Regions from separate parts of the Sus scrofa genome. Here regions 1 and 2 are each linked to region 3. Evidence: chromatin contacts called from public Hi-C and promoter capture Hi-C data. All regions are on one chromosome and are shown on one strand. Each heading gives the region's core, a stretch centred on a gene start, on an enhancer-like site or on the middle of the called end of the contact. The rest is flanking DNA. Distances are from core to core; before and after follow the strand shown. Region 1 holds the start of GSAP (gamma-secretase-activating protein). Region 2 holds the start of FAM185A (protein FAM185A). Region 3 holds the start of RSBN1L (round spermatid basic protein 1-like protein).

Region 1 (4,626 bases), core at 701-3,200, 260 kb before region 3:
AGAAAAAGCTGGCATTTCTAGTGAGTTTACTTTCTGAAGACCCAACAGTATCTGGTATTTAGTGGAATGTCAACCCACAAGTTTATATTTCTTTACAGATGAGTGAAAGACACAAGGAAGCCAAAACCTAACTAGCTCATACACAGCGTTTTGATCACAACACACGTTACTGAAACACAAGACTGTGGCATTTCACACTTCATCTAACTTCTCATTTTCAGAAACCTGCCACTTAGCTATCTAAGATGGAGGTCCAGAGAAAGGACCACTTTGTGATGGAAAGCAGACTGAGAGCTCCTTGGTGTGTTTTCAAAAGTTAAACCTTCAAAAATTCTTTAGATGCTCAGGAGACTTTTAAAAATTTCCTCCCAAAGTGAAGTTTTACTAATAATGACACTAGTCATTAGTCAAACTCACTAGTCAAACTCAAGCCTTGAGCTAGACAAACACAACTCCTTATTTGGGACCAATAACCAAAATGCCAAGACAAGGAACCATACAAATATCCTGCTAAAGCCATAGGATAATGTGAAGATAAACAGTAGGGATAGAAAACTTTCACCAGGGTTAAGGGGAAAGGAGTTGTAGACATGGATATTTTGATAGCCCTCCCCAAAAATGCCCTCCAGCAGTCTACAGTGTTTAAGGAAAACCAAAGAGACAAACTGAATTGGCTAGCTCCTATGCACAACTGGGATCCAGGGTATCAGTGCTTTGAACCTGAACTTAAGCCCTGAAGATGAAACACTTATTTACAGGAAACTTCCCTTCTTAAAAAAACAACCTGGGAAATCACAGAATTCCCCTTCTTTAAAGTTTTGATTGATCAATGCTGAGAAGACTCAAAAGTCACTTTTCACTCCATCAAAATTAAAAAATTTCTAAAACCAAAGCCCAACTGTCCAGAATGCATTCCAATCCATCCTGAAGAAACTGGGCATCACTTGGTGTCTTGCCCCTTGCTGGCCTGCACAGGTGGTCTCTGGAATGGTGGTGATGGGCCTGAGGCTTTGGAAAAGAGCAGGCTCTCAGTTCACTGCTCACAGACTGAAATCGGTCCCCTACCCTCTGACACTTCACCTCTGAAGTGGCATGTCCCCTAAATTATGGACACTGTTCACACAGAAACACGTCTCACAAAAGTGAGGGCAAACTGTGCAACTATTAAGTACTCATATGGTGATTTTCTTGGTGGCCGTGATTCATCTTCTCTTTCTCCTGACTCGAGAGCTCCAGGAGCCCCCAGTCTTGGTAGAGCCCTCACCAGGGTGATAAATCTTTTCAGGCAGGTTAGATGTGAATGAAGCAGCGAGAACCACCCTCCCAACTCCCCGCAGCCTGGGGCTGGAGGAGCGGAGTCTGGGCAGCAGCTCCTCCACGCCTTGCCCTGATGCTAAAGGTACCACTAGTGTCCCCAGGCTTTCTGCTGAAGATGATTTACTATGGGCAACCAGTAAGCCCATAGCTGGAGGGCTCGCAAGAAGAAGCAGTGCAGCTCGGCCGAGATCCTCCCCGGGGGCTGCCCTCCAATCTTCACCCCGGTGGCCGGGTGACAGTGGCAAAGCCCAGATTCAAAGAGGGAAGCTCGCGCCTTCGGCACCAACCTTGGTAGGGGGCACAGGCTGCCGCCGTCCGGCCGGCGACCACCACCCTGGCCCAGCCCGGAACCCTCTAGGTACGAACGACTCCGAGTCCCCAGCCTTGACCGCCTCCTCCTGCCACCACCCCCCACCCCGCCCAGACGCGCGCCTCCGGCACCTGGGCCGCCGCCTCCGGGCGCAGCGGCCGCTGACGCCGCCCGCAGCCACGGTAGCACGTCCTTCCTGAGATCGAAGTCGGCGACAAGACGGAGAGCCATCGCCCGGACGCTGCCTCGGGGCGACTCTGGGGCCCCGCGCCTCGGACATTCCCGGCCCTCCGCGCGCCACCGCGTCCGCCCCTCCTTCCTCTCCCCCGCCCGCCGCTTTCGGTTCCGTCGCGTCGGGGCGGGAGAAGCCCCGGCACCGCCGCCTCCCGGCCCGGCCCGCGCCGCACACCCGAACCACGGGCTGCCCTCGCCGAGCTGGGAGGGAGGGAGACTGCGGCGCGGGGACCAGGGCCACCGAGGCCCGGAACCTTCGCTTGTACTCCCAGGGCGGAGGACCCAGAGGGCCCGAGGATTTGTTTTTTAAGAGACGTGGAGAAGTCGCTAGACCGATGGTTTCCAAGCTATGCTGCACGTTACATGTGGGCGCTAAGCGTTTTGGGACTTGCTTTGAGTTTTTTTTTTTTTTTTTTAATCCCCAGGTGATTCCACTGTGCAGCAAAGTGGCTAGACGGAGGTATTACTAGCTGATTCACCTGAGAAAGTTCAAGTTCACTGCCACCGGGGATTGAAGCAGGCGGCCGCTTGGCCCTATTCGACCCGATTTCAGGGTGAGGGTGTTTTATTAGTGGTATTTAGGTGGTAAGTAGCAGCGAGGAGTGTGTGAACAAGATTCTGAGAGACATACGGAGACGCTGGAAAGGGTCAACCAGCTCAACACAAACAGGGCCTCTGCCTGTTTACACGGTTCCCTACACTGGCTTCAAGGAGGCTGCATTAAAGATTCAGGGAGGGCAGGAGTTCCCGTCGTGGCTCAGTGGTTAACGAATCCGACTAGGAACCATGAGGTTGCGGGTTCAGTCCCTGGCCTTGCTCAGGGGTTAAGGATCCGGCGTTGCAGTGGGCTGTGGTGTAGGTCGGCGGCTACAGCTCCGATTAGACACCTAGCCTGGGAATCTCCAGGAAGAGGACCTGAAAATGACAAAAAAAAAAAAAAATTAAGGGAGGGCAGACCTGTGTTTGCCAAAGGAGTGTGCGGGAGAGAGGGAGACTGACCGGGAGTTTGGAGTTGGTGGATGCAGACTGTTATGATTAGAATGGATGGTTGATGGGGTCCTACTGTACACCCCAGGGAACTGTGTCTGGTCTCTTAAGCTACAACATGATGAAAAAAGAAAAAAAAAAAAAAAAAGAATGCGAATGTGTATGTATGGGTGGCTGGGTCACTTTGCCATACAACAGAAATTGAAGGAACATTGTAAATCACCCATAATTAAAAAAAACAAAAACTTTTAAGTTAAAAAGGCGGGGAGGGGGGAATTCCCTCTGTGCTTAGTCTTTTAAAAGTGCTCTACTTCCAGGTGGACCTGTCATTTTGGGCATCCTCTCATCCCTATCCCTAAAAATAAGCCCACTGTTTTCTTTATCTTGCCACTCAGGTTTCTTTTCATTCCCAAGTGCACACCATCAGAATTGCTTGCCCACCTCTGATGCAGATCTAGTCCATGGTGAACATCAAAACCAGGTTATTACTCTCCCTGAAATAAAGCTGTCTTCATGTCCCCATGTGGCAGACCTTGAGCAGCAGCTGACCACCACAGGATAAAGTCTCTATACTTTACCTGACCCTTCTGGCCTTTTTGCCTAGACCTTTAGCTGCAGGTTGGCCTGATTCCAAAACCCCTGTAACGCCACCTTCCTCCCTCTTAAAAAAAAAAAAAAAAAAAAATCGCCAAACTGTTCCCATCTGGATCCACAAAGCCTTCGCACTGCTTCAGCCCACAGCAACCTTCCCTAACCCGGAACTCCTAGAGAGGTGTTGCTAGTACACCTCATTTGACAGTCAAATACTGTACCAAGACAGGAATTGAATCTTGACCCTTTGCACACACCCCTGCACCAGCTAACAGAGCATCTACAAGGGGCGGGATTGTTATTGAAGAATGAGTCAATTCAGAAATAGACTAAGGAACACTTTGTCACAAGTTTCTCAAAGTTAGGGTCTGAAAACTACATGAATTGCAATCATGTGAGAAGCGGTTTTACAATGCAGACTCCTGGGCTCAGGTCTAGATCTGGGCTAGGCACAGAAGTGTGCTTTTTAGCCAGAGCCTCTGGTGATTTTTAGGCTCCATAAGGTTTGAAACACTTCTCCAAATAAAGGTAAAAGAAACTCTTGAATTTGCCCTAGGGATATGTTTCTCCAACTGAGGTGGTGGATGATTTCAGGCCATTTTCCACTACTTACCATCAGATATGTAGGAAAATCACCCCACCTGCAAAGTGTATGAAGCTTTAATAGAAATGCTTAATGGCACTGCTAATATTGCTAGTGCATAACAGGGAGGCCACTGAGGTCCTGGGGAGTTACTGCAATGAATGTTTCATAGCAAATGGAGCGTGTTGCCTTTTTCATACAGAAACATGTTACTTGCCTATTTAAAAAATTCAGTAAGTTTCTGTTGGTTTTTTCACAGTTAACCTCTATTTTTGGCAAGCAAGACTGATTTTATAATCCTCATCAAGCAGTGATTATGTAAAATTTCACTTCCAAGTAAATTTAAATAAAAAAGAACATAGAGTATGTGAGAAATAGTAAGACACCAGAAAGATGTGGCCAAAAGCATGAAGGAAGTATATGAATGGCTGAGCTTTGGAGATAATTTGCTAAGGAAAAAAACTAGTGACTCGTTTAAAATTTGTGAAAGCTTAATAGGAAAAGAATACTGATGTATTATCCTTCAACTCTAGAGAAAGCAGAACTGGAGACTGTCCTGTCTTCTTTAGTTAAAAAGCTGCTTCATTGATGGATGTGTTAACTT
Region 2 (4,534 bases), core at 629-3,128, 480 kb before region 3:
AAGAAAAAGAAAAAAAAAAAGAAAGAGTAAACTGGAAATTAGATTCTGGCTCTAAAAAGAAGAATCAACAAAAATGTTTGGGTAATTCCATTTTTATCTGAGCTGTCACAAAATTTTACTTATCTCTATTTCAATACTCAGTCTATTTTGTACCACATAATATACTGGCAAATCTTCCTCCTTACCTCAGTCTAAAACATTTTGAAATCAGGGTCTCTTATCCAGGCTAGTTAAAAAGAAGTTAAGAAGCATTCAGGTACAGTGGTTGAACAGACTCCAGTCATTTCAAATCCCAGTTCCACCCTTTACATCTGAGAGAAAATGGGCATAGTCCTTGATGTATCCCCACTAGAAATAAAGTTTCATGAAGGCGTGGATTTTTTTTTCTACTTGTTGGCCCACAATAAATACTTGGTATATGAAACCTGCTGTATTTCAATTCACTTATCTGAAACTGTGACAATAACAGCAGCTAAAATATAGTGCAACTGTAAGGATTAAAAGAGATTCTCTTAAGTGTTAGCTGCTATTATGATCATGGTCAAAATCTTCCTTCAGTTCCAGGAAGGCAGTAAGCCTGGGAATATTTTCCTAGAAAAGTGCTGCATACTATACACAAGTTTCCCAGGCAGTCTTACTATGTGTTCTTTCTTCAAAGCCTGTTACTAACAGAAAATTTATTTAGGCCAAAGTGAACGGTGACGTTTTCAATAAGAAGCTGAGTGCCTGTTAGAAACCAAACACTCGGTCTGGGTTAAATGGAACATACAGACAAGGCTGTTCTGAGACAGAGACCCCAGACGGTGAGCAAGGGGAAATGCAGGTGGACTGCTTGCCAGAGAATAGATTATCAAGATAATCTAACCCTGAAAAAAAACTTCATTATTGACAAAGTGCAGTGACAGAAATAGATACAAAGTGCCAAAGGAGAATATAAGGGCTTCCACAAATGTTACTTATATATTCATCTTTCCATTCAATTTATAAAATTGCTGTAATTGAGTACCTAATTCCCAAAATAGAAAAAAAAAAAAAAAGGGCATCTTCCCTTCCGAAGGGGAAAATTGTAAATTACGTTGGAAAGTCATATCCAAAAAACCAATTAAAACTGCACGTCGGCCTAATTCAAGATAGCGCTACGTGTGCCCTGGGACCCAAACCGGTTTTAACTTCACTTGCCAAACATCAGGGGCGCGCTCACTTCCACAGACGCCTGGGGATCGATGACGTCGGACACGATGATCACCTCCTTCTGCGCCTCGTCGTATGTCACCTGCAGGCCGGCCACGGCCTGCGCCGCGCCCTCCACTCCACTCACCGCCACCAGCACGTGGTTGTTGTCCGGGTGGGAGATGGGGTCCAGGGGCTTCACGGCCAGGTGGCATGGAAGCCGTGCCCGCAGCCGACCGAAAGGGCTCACCATCAGCGCCCACTCTTTCAGACTCGGGCGCGCGGGGCCAGACGGAGAGACCTCGGGCTTGGACCCACCTGAGCCGTACATCCGGGCTTGACAAGCCCCACATGCCCAGGGCACTGAGGCCTCGGGGGCCCATGCTCGCAGCTGACAGAGCCGGAGGCAGCCCAGCCCCCATCCCCAGCGGAGGGTGAACATGGCGCGCCCCACTCACGCTCCCTAGGATCACCTGTCACAGGCCAGTCTCTCCGTAGCCAGTGGACCCGGCCACTGTGCCTGCTCAAGTCAGAAAGTAGACTTTAGAGAGGGTCTGCTGACGCAAGGGCAAGGCCGCCCACTTCCCTCAGCAACTTAAACCTCAGCTGCACACGCCTTGGCGGCAAATTGTAATTTGAAAGTTCTAAGTATCACAGTGACCAGGGACTCCTCGCCTACTCCTCCCCTTTCGCAAAGGCCAATGGGATAGGTAGTTCTAATGGAGGACAGCCGTCGGAGGGCTCCTGCAACTTATAAACTACATGTCCCAGGAGGCAATGCGCAGAGCTGTGCGCGTAGTAAGAGCTGGTGTTAGATAGGACTGGGAAGGCATGCGCCCTTTCTATCAAGCCCATTAGCCATTGGAGGGACTGGGGGCGGGGGGGAGGGGAAATCCACATAAGAATCCAACTGGCCAATGGAAAGCGTAGAAGGCGCAAGATGGGCAAGTCTGTATGGTTTCCTTGGATACCGAGGACGCGATTTCTTTGGAGAGGGTGGAGTTTTGGAGTGAGACCCAGGAGGCCATATCCACAGAAAAAAATAGGAATTTAAATAAGGATCAAAACCAAGGGAAGTGATAAGAAACTGCGCTTTTAAAGGTGAGAACAAGATCAAAATAGCATTATCCTCAGTGAGTGGTTAGATCTAGACCTCACTGAACTCGTGCGCGGTACCCTGTACGAAGAATCTCTCCGCAAGAGGGTAAAGACCAGATTAGTGTTTATTGAGGAAACTCCATATTTTACAGCAAATGTAGGGATAGCATTAGAATTCCTTCCCCTTCCTGACTCTAAGTGATTTTAGGCCAGTCATTGAATGTCTATGGGTTTTAATGCTGGTTCTTAAAATGAGGCCAATAATACCTCCCTTGCCTTGCCTCAAAGGGTTTTTGCAGGGATCAAATGAGATAATGGGTGTGAACACGATGCATTGGCTACCAAACTGTTGTCTAAATTACAGTATTTTTATTTTATAGCATATACGCTAAGTTACCAAGAAAAATCTGAGAGATCAGGACTGGTGTTGACAGCAGCATTGTTCTCTTTGACTACAAAAGATCCTCAGTTTTAGGACTAAAAATATACGAGAGTGAGAGAGAGAGAGACACGGAGTGAGTCAACACAGTGCAATGGGAAGAGTACGAAACTCGTTATTTTCCTGGCTCTGCCGTTGTCTGTCTGTTACCTACCTCTATTTCTTTAGCTTTAGGTGAAGAAGGATTGTGCTAAATGACTCTGTGAGGTCTGCTTTACCATTTATTATTCGGTGGGCAATTTTAAAAATGAGGAAAGATATATTTCCTCCTTTCTATCTATCGCTCTCTCTCTGTGCCCCTTCCTCCTCCTACAAATTATTCCCTAAATTATTCAGCAAAGATACACTGCAAACAGCGACATTCAGTAAAATGCAACAGCTGAAACTGAATGCCTTAAAAATTGAAGTCCTTGGTCAAGTGCAATGACCAGAATTACTGGGAGTTATAGTGATAGAGAGATGGGCTAACGTCCTCATGGGCTCAAGTCACAGGGTTCTTTGCTAGCCATTACCTTTTTAAAAATTCACTGTTTTTCTTAAGTTATCCTATCCTTTTTCCTTTTTGCCCCAGTCCTTCCTTTCACCTTGTGAAGGCTCACGATAGGTGCAAGCTTTTAGCTTTATTTAGTATTAAGTTCCCACTGAATACTACTAGTTCTTAGCTTTGTGTTTTATTTGGTCATCATTATTCAAACTACTCTTCAAACTGTCTTTTTAATGAAAACACATGGAACTAACTTTTGAAAAAGGCATTGGTTTAAGAAAGTTGAGAATACACTCAAATTTGTTGTACACATGCCAAATATTTTTACATTAAATAGGAACTCCAATAGATAATTTTGTTTCCATGATAATTTTTCCTTTTCTTATACAAACCAAGTTAGTGGAATTGGCAACTGAACAATAACTGTTTATGTGGCAAAATCATTGCTCTACTATTTTCAAATATACAAAATAACATGAGAGAAAATCACTGAAAAATTACTTTTCAGACCATCTGGGTTTAAAATGCAGAGAATTTACTTGTAAGATATTTTTATACCTTCAGCTTTTAAATAGCCATTCCTGTGGTCATAACATATACACATGATAAGGGTGTAAGTTATTAAAAGAGTTCAGTTTAGCAATATGCATAAAGCACCTTAAATAAATGTGTATCAATGACCTGGAAATTGTCCTTTTTAGAATTTAACATAAGCATAAAATTAGGGATATTCATGAAAACTTAGTTCGAGGAATTTTGTTTTATAGGGTTACTTATGACAATAAAGAATTGAAGCAGTTTAAAAGTCCAAAAATAGGAGGTTGTTACATGAATTAGTATACATCTGGAGTATTATACATCAACTTAAAATTCTATTTTGAAGATTATTCAATGATATGGGAAATCTTCCTTGACATAACTATAAGGAAAACCCCACAATTTTCTTTCTATATATGTCTCCTTTACTCATGTAACTTCACTTCTGACACTTCCAGTCACCAAATGTGTGGAGGTTTTCCCCCACAACAAGTGACACCAGCTCGATGTCCCAGAATTTAACTAAGTTTGATACTAATGTCAGATTCCACAGATCAAGGGCTCAGTTCCAACAAACTGCTCCCATCCACTTCAGATGCCAATCACTAGTAGGTCTTCAGATTACTGACAACTTCTATCCAATTTGGCTACAAATTGGAGATTTCCACGACTGACCTTCCCAGGTTCAATTAATTTGCTAGGGGAGCTCACAGAGCTCAGGAAAACATTTAAGTTTATCACCTTCCCAAAGGATTTGATAAAGGATACAGATGAACTACCAGATGGAAGAGATGCAGAGTACGAGG
Region 3 (4,519 bases), core at 656-3,155:
TTATTCTAATGATTTCAGTGTGATTTTTGAAAAGCTCTCTGTGACCCTTGCGCCTCCAGCACTTGGGAATGCCCAGGCCATGGATGAAACCCACACCACAGCAGTGACCTGAGCCACAGCAGTGACATCACTGGATCCTTAAGCCACGGGCCACCAGGGAACTCTGAAAATCTCCTTAAATAAAGAAGGGATCTCAGTGATCATGTAATCAAATTTACTCACTTAACAAATAAAACAAACGTTTTGATAGATAAAGGGCACCCTTACTGAGAGTACAAAGCTAGTCAGTAGCAGATGACTTCCTCTACTCTTTATCCATTCTTCTACCAATGACACCTTTCAGGAAGACACCTACTGCCAGTCAAATCCAACTATAAAGTTTACAGTTGCTTTCACTGTCATGCATTGAAGGAAGTGCACTAAATGCTTTTCACTACTCTAAAAATTCTAGACAACTAAAAAAAGGTCTACAAACCAATATTAAATTTTGACTCCAAAATATCTAAAAAGCCAACCTCCCATAACCCCCCAAAGTGAAAATAAAAAAAAAAATTTCAAACTTCATGAGGTCTCCAGACTTGGTAATCCTGAAAAGTTACTTTCAATTGATTTCCACAAAGTTATATGCAATTTAGGGCTCTCTTGAGGACTCAAACTCTCCTCCAACTGGTCATCTTTTTTTTTTTTTTTTTTTGGCTTTTTGGCTTTTTAGGGCTGCACCTGTGGCATATGGAGGTTCCCATGTCCCAGCTCAAATCAAAGACGCCAGAGCAACCTCAGATCCAAGCCATGTCTGCAACCTACATCAACAGCTAATGGCAACAGTGGATCCTTAACCCACTGGGCAAGGCCAGGGATCAAACCTGCATCCTTATGGATACTAGTCAGATTCATTTCTGCTGAGCCACCACAGGAACTGGACATCTCGTGATTTTACTTTGATTTTACTTGATTTTTCTCTTGATTTTACTTCATCTATTTTTACTTTGACTTTTTGATCTCCTGAAGATCTTGGAGTAAATATCCTGTTCTTCACTTTGGATGCAATGACTGTAACCATCTCCTCAAACTCCTCATCTTCTAAGTTACAAAGCACACGGCTTACAAAACATTGAACAGAATGCTAACGAAACGCTAAAATACACTTTAAAAAATCCTTGCTTTTTAAACATCTATAGGTACCGCCAATAAATTTTTCTCAGCGGATGTGAGCTACAATAATGCTAATAAAATTAAATTTTTAAGAGTCCAAAAGCAATAGTTAAAAAAAAATTCTTCAGGAGAGTCTTACCTTCAAGCTTGGTAGTAAGCAATCCGCAAGAAAGTTCTGGGTCTTCAGGAAGTTACCTCCCTCAGAGCATTAGAGATGACGATTTTAGCAAAACTGCACTACTTCTCAAGACAAGTGACTTTTTAGCTCCTGCCATCAATCGATTATTGCCTGATAGACGCAAGGATTTAATTTCAGGCAAATTTTTCTCCTCAGAGTTGAGTTGGCTCAGAAATTCGGCTTCTGAGCGGGAACAGGCAGAGGAGGGGCCAAAGGTACTTCAGGGAAAAAAGAAGGGAAAGTGGTACACGACAAAGTCGTCGAGGCAGAAACGACCGCGACCTGGCCGGGACAGATTTTGGGATCTGGAATTGGGGTTCTCAGACGCTCGCGGGGCACCCGAGTTCTGGCAGGAAGACCCTCCCTTCACTGCTCGCTGGGCCATTAGCCGCGCCCCGCGGTCGGATGAACTCCAAAAAGGGAACGCAAGGCGATCCCCCCCCACTCCCCACTGCGGCTCGAGACTCGCTCCTTTGATTGGTTCTTAGAGAGATCCCTCAGGGTGGCTCGCCGAATGGAGAGCCCGGCCGCTCCGCCCCTTTCCCGCCTCTCGCGGAGTGCCCGCCCCTGCCCCGCGCCCGGGAGCGAAGGAGAGTAAATACAACAGGAGCGCAAAATGGCGGAACCGCCGAGCACAGTGCACGGCGCCCCCGCCGCTACCGCCGTTTCGGAGAAAGAACCCTTTGGCAAGCTGCAACTCCCCCCTCGGGACCCATCGGGTCCTCTGTCCGCCAAGAAGATCCGGACTGAGGAAAAGAAAACGCCGAGGAGGCTGAACGGAGAAGGAAGCAGCGGCGGGAACAGCAGGCTGTTGCAGTCGCCCGCGACACCTTCGCCTCAGAGCTATGGCAGCTCTGGTTCTTGGAGCTTCGCCGCTCTGTCTGCTGTCCCTACCCCATCCTCCTCTCGGAGCAATTTCTCTTTCTCCTCTGGCACTGCTGTCCCCTCCTCAGCCTCCGCTTCCTCGTCTCAGCCCGTGCCGCGCAAACTGCTGGTTCCTCCTACGCTGCTGCACGCTCAACCTCACCATCTCCTGCTGCCGGCCGCCGCCTCCTCGGCCAACGCCAAGCCGCGCAGACCCAAGGAAAAGCGAGAGAAGGAAAGGAGGAGGCACGGCCTCGGAGGGGCGGGCGAGGCCGGCGGGGCTGCCCGCGAGGAGAACGGGGAGATGAAGCCGCTGCAGCGAGGTGGGTGCCGGTGCCGGGAGGTGGGGGGAGGGCGCCCGAGGTCCCCGCCAGCAGCTGGCGCCCGTGGGGCCCGGGCAGGGGGAGCGCGGGGGCCGCGTGCGCCAGCCTGGAGGGGCGGGAGGCGTCCCGTTCTCCGCAGGCGATTTTGCGGCCCCCTTGGGGACAGGAAGTGGAGCCTGTAATTTCGGTCTCAGCGAGGCGAATGGCCGAAACTCATTTTCTGTATGGTCTCTGCCTCCGAGTTAGTGCGCTGCAGGAATTGTAGAATTCGGTCTAGGGGACCCGCCTAGGTGTGTTTGGCCACGGAGGTAGATGGGAGAGAACGGGATCGGGAAGGGTTTGGTCCTGTAGAAGATGCTTGACTTTTAGACCGTTTAGATGTGATCACAGAATTTATATTTGTGACACAGCCTCCAAAGCCAGAAAATCCTGTCAAAAAAAGGGGTGTGGAGAGCTTTGGCGTCAGCTGGAAGCTACCAGAGGCCTGAGGTTTTCATTCCTATTAGGGAAATGAGGTAGTGTGCAGGGCCGGGAGTGTGCTGTTTCACAAGGTACCCTCCCTCCACCCTTCTCTCCACTCCGTATTCTTAGGTGTTTTGAGTGGTCCTGTTTAAAATAGGACCACTTGAGAAAGGATTTTCAGCCATATTCTTTTTTTTTTTTTTTTTTTTCCCCCTGAAGCAAATGATAAAATCAGGAGTATTGACGTTTTTCGGCCAGACCAAGAACTTGACTGCAAAATGTTTTAGCATCAGAGAAAGGGAGATTCTTAAGCGTTCTTTTCAGAAACGACTACGAAGTTTTCTTTTAAAATGTAGGCTAGTCATATAATTTTCAGGAAGTATTTCTTTAAAACAGTCCTACCTATTTAGCTCTTTGATACAGTGTTTTGACAGTGGTGCAACATGGAGACTGGTTGAAAATTAGATCTTTATATGATCACACGCTTAAAGCACGTAATGTCCGTTGATACACAGTATTGTCAAAGTATTTTTGTTTGTTTTAGGGAAAGTGACATGTCAAGCAGTTTTAGCGTTGCTAATCTAATGATAGTTTAGAGCATGAACAATTCTCTCTGTTTGAATTAGAATGGCTGTTTTCTCAATTTTTAAAGATGCTGCACAATAGTATGTAGCAACAGTGTTACCTCAGTGGCATATTAGCATAGCCGTCAGGTACTCTTGCACACAGTTAAAGGATCTCTCAGCTTCGAAGAGTGTTGTTTCTAGGAAAGTAGTTTTGAGAATGGAATTTAACTATTTTAGTTGGGAATTTTAGTTGGCTAGTATCTTAAAGCAATTTTGTTTTGAAAGTGCCTGGAAGTCTGCATTTGCCGCATAACATCAATCTTATTTGTGATGTGTAAAGTGTGTTTGCTCTTCTGATTTCTCTGAATGAGGAAGTGAATGTGGGTATAACATTATGGATGTATAGCAATCGCTGAAAATAAATAAGTAAGCAATCTTTAACAATTCTAACCCAAAATATGGGAGCACATAAATGGCTTTTAAAGTGAAATGGCTGTTAAAGTTTCTGGGTTTTTTTTTTTTTTTGCTTTTTAGGGTCTCACCCGTGGCATAAGGAGTTTCCCAAGCTAGGGGTCAAATCGGAGCTGTAGCTGCTGGCCTACACCACAGCCACAACAACACAAGATCCGCCACGACTGCAACCTACATCACAGCTCACGCCAATGCCAGATCCTTACCCACTGAACAAGGCCGGGGATCGAACCTGCATCCTCATGGATGCTAGTCACATTCGTTAACTGCTGAGCCATGATGGGAACTCCATAAAGTTTCTAGTCTTTTAAATCACTTTTAGAATCCTCCTTTTGAAGGCTACAGCTTACATCATTAAGCCTGAATATAAGCAATGATAGCTTTTACATTAAGATGTTTTTCTCTCATGTATGTAGTAGCTTTTTTGAATAGTGACTAGGTAGGGACACTATGGTAAGATTTTTTTTTTCTTTTGATGGACATGCTGATATTTTTATTGAGGA

What was found. Promoter capture Hi-C pulls out the DNA fragments that hold promoters and counts their contacts. A called contact is a pair of places that touch in the nucleus more often than the background predicts.
Region 1: a Hi-C map of heart right ventricle shows a contact between it and region 3, with 1.8 times the contacts expected there. The contact joins the promoter of GSAP here to the promoter of RSBN1L in region 3. A contact is called at or near these places in 1 of 47 Hi-C or Micro-C datasets (heart right ventricle) and 1 of 2 datasets of contacts at active chromatin or transcription factors (alveolar macrophages).
Region 2: a contact with region 3 is called in a promoter capture Hi-C map of liver, with 2.9 times the contacts expected there. The contact joins the promoter of FAM185A here to the promoter of RSBN1L in region 3. A contact is called at or near these places in 1 of 5 promoter capture datasets (liver) and 3 of 47 Hi-C or Micro-C datasets (heart right ventricle and skeletal muscle).

Annotation. Positions count from the first base shown.
Region 1 is chr9:102,692,170-102,696,795 of Sscrofa11.1, reverse strand. GSAP (gamma-secretase-activating protein) reads right to left here and starts at 1,950. Exons shown (of 32, transcript XM_021102559.1): 1 at 1,759-1,950. The coding sequence starts at 1,858. It overlaps LOC110262246 (a long non-coding RNA gene), which reads left to right and starts at 1,386. Exons shown (of 2, transcript XR_002347079.1): 1 at 1,386-1,675; 2 at 2,287-4,626.
Region 2 is chr9:102,917,290-102,921,823 of Sscrofa11.1, reverse strand. FAM185A (protein FAM185A) reads right to left here and starts at 1,878. Exons shown (of 10, transcript XR_002347078.1): 1 at 1,180-1,878. It overlaps CCDC146 (coiled-coil domain-containing protein 146), which reads left to right and starts at 2,066. Exons shown (of 20, transcript XM_021102558.1): 1 at 2,066-2,271.
Region 3 is chr9:102,432,601-102,437,119 of Sscrofa11.1, reverse strand. RSBN1L (round spermatid basic protein 1-like protein) reads left to right here and starts at 1,905. Exons shown (of 8, transcript XM_021102552.1): 1 at 1,905-2,517. The coding sequence starts at 1,947. It overlaps LOC102167692 (a long non-coding RNA gene), which reads right to left and starts at 2,594. Exons shown (of 4, transcript XR_002347076.1): 1 at 1,292-2,594.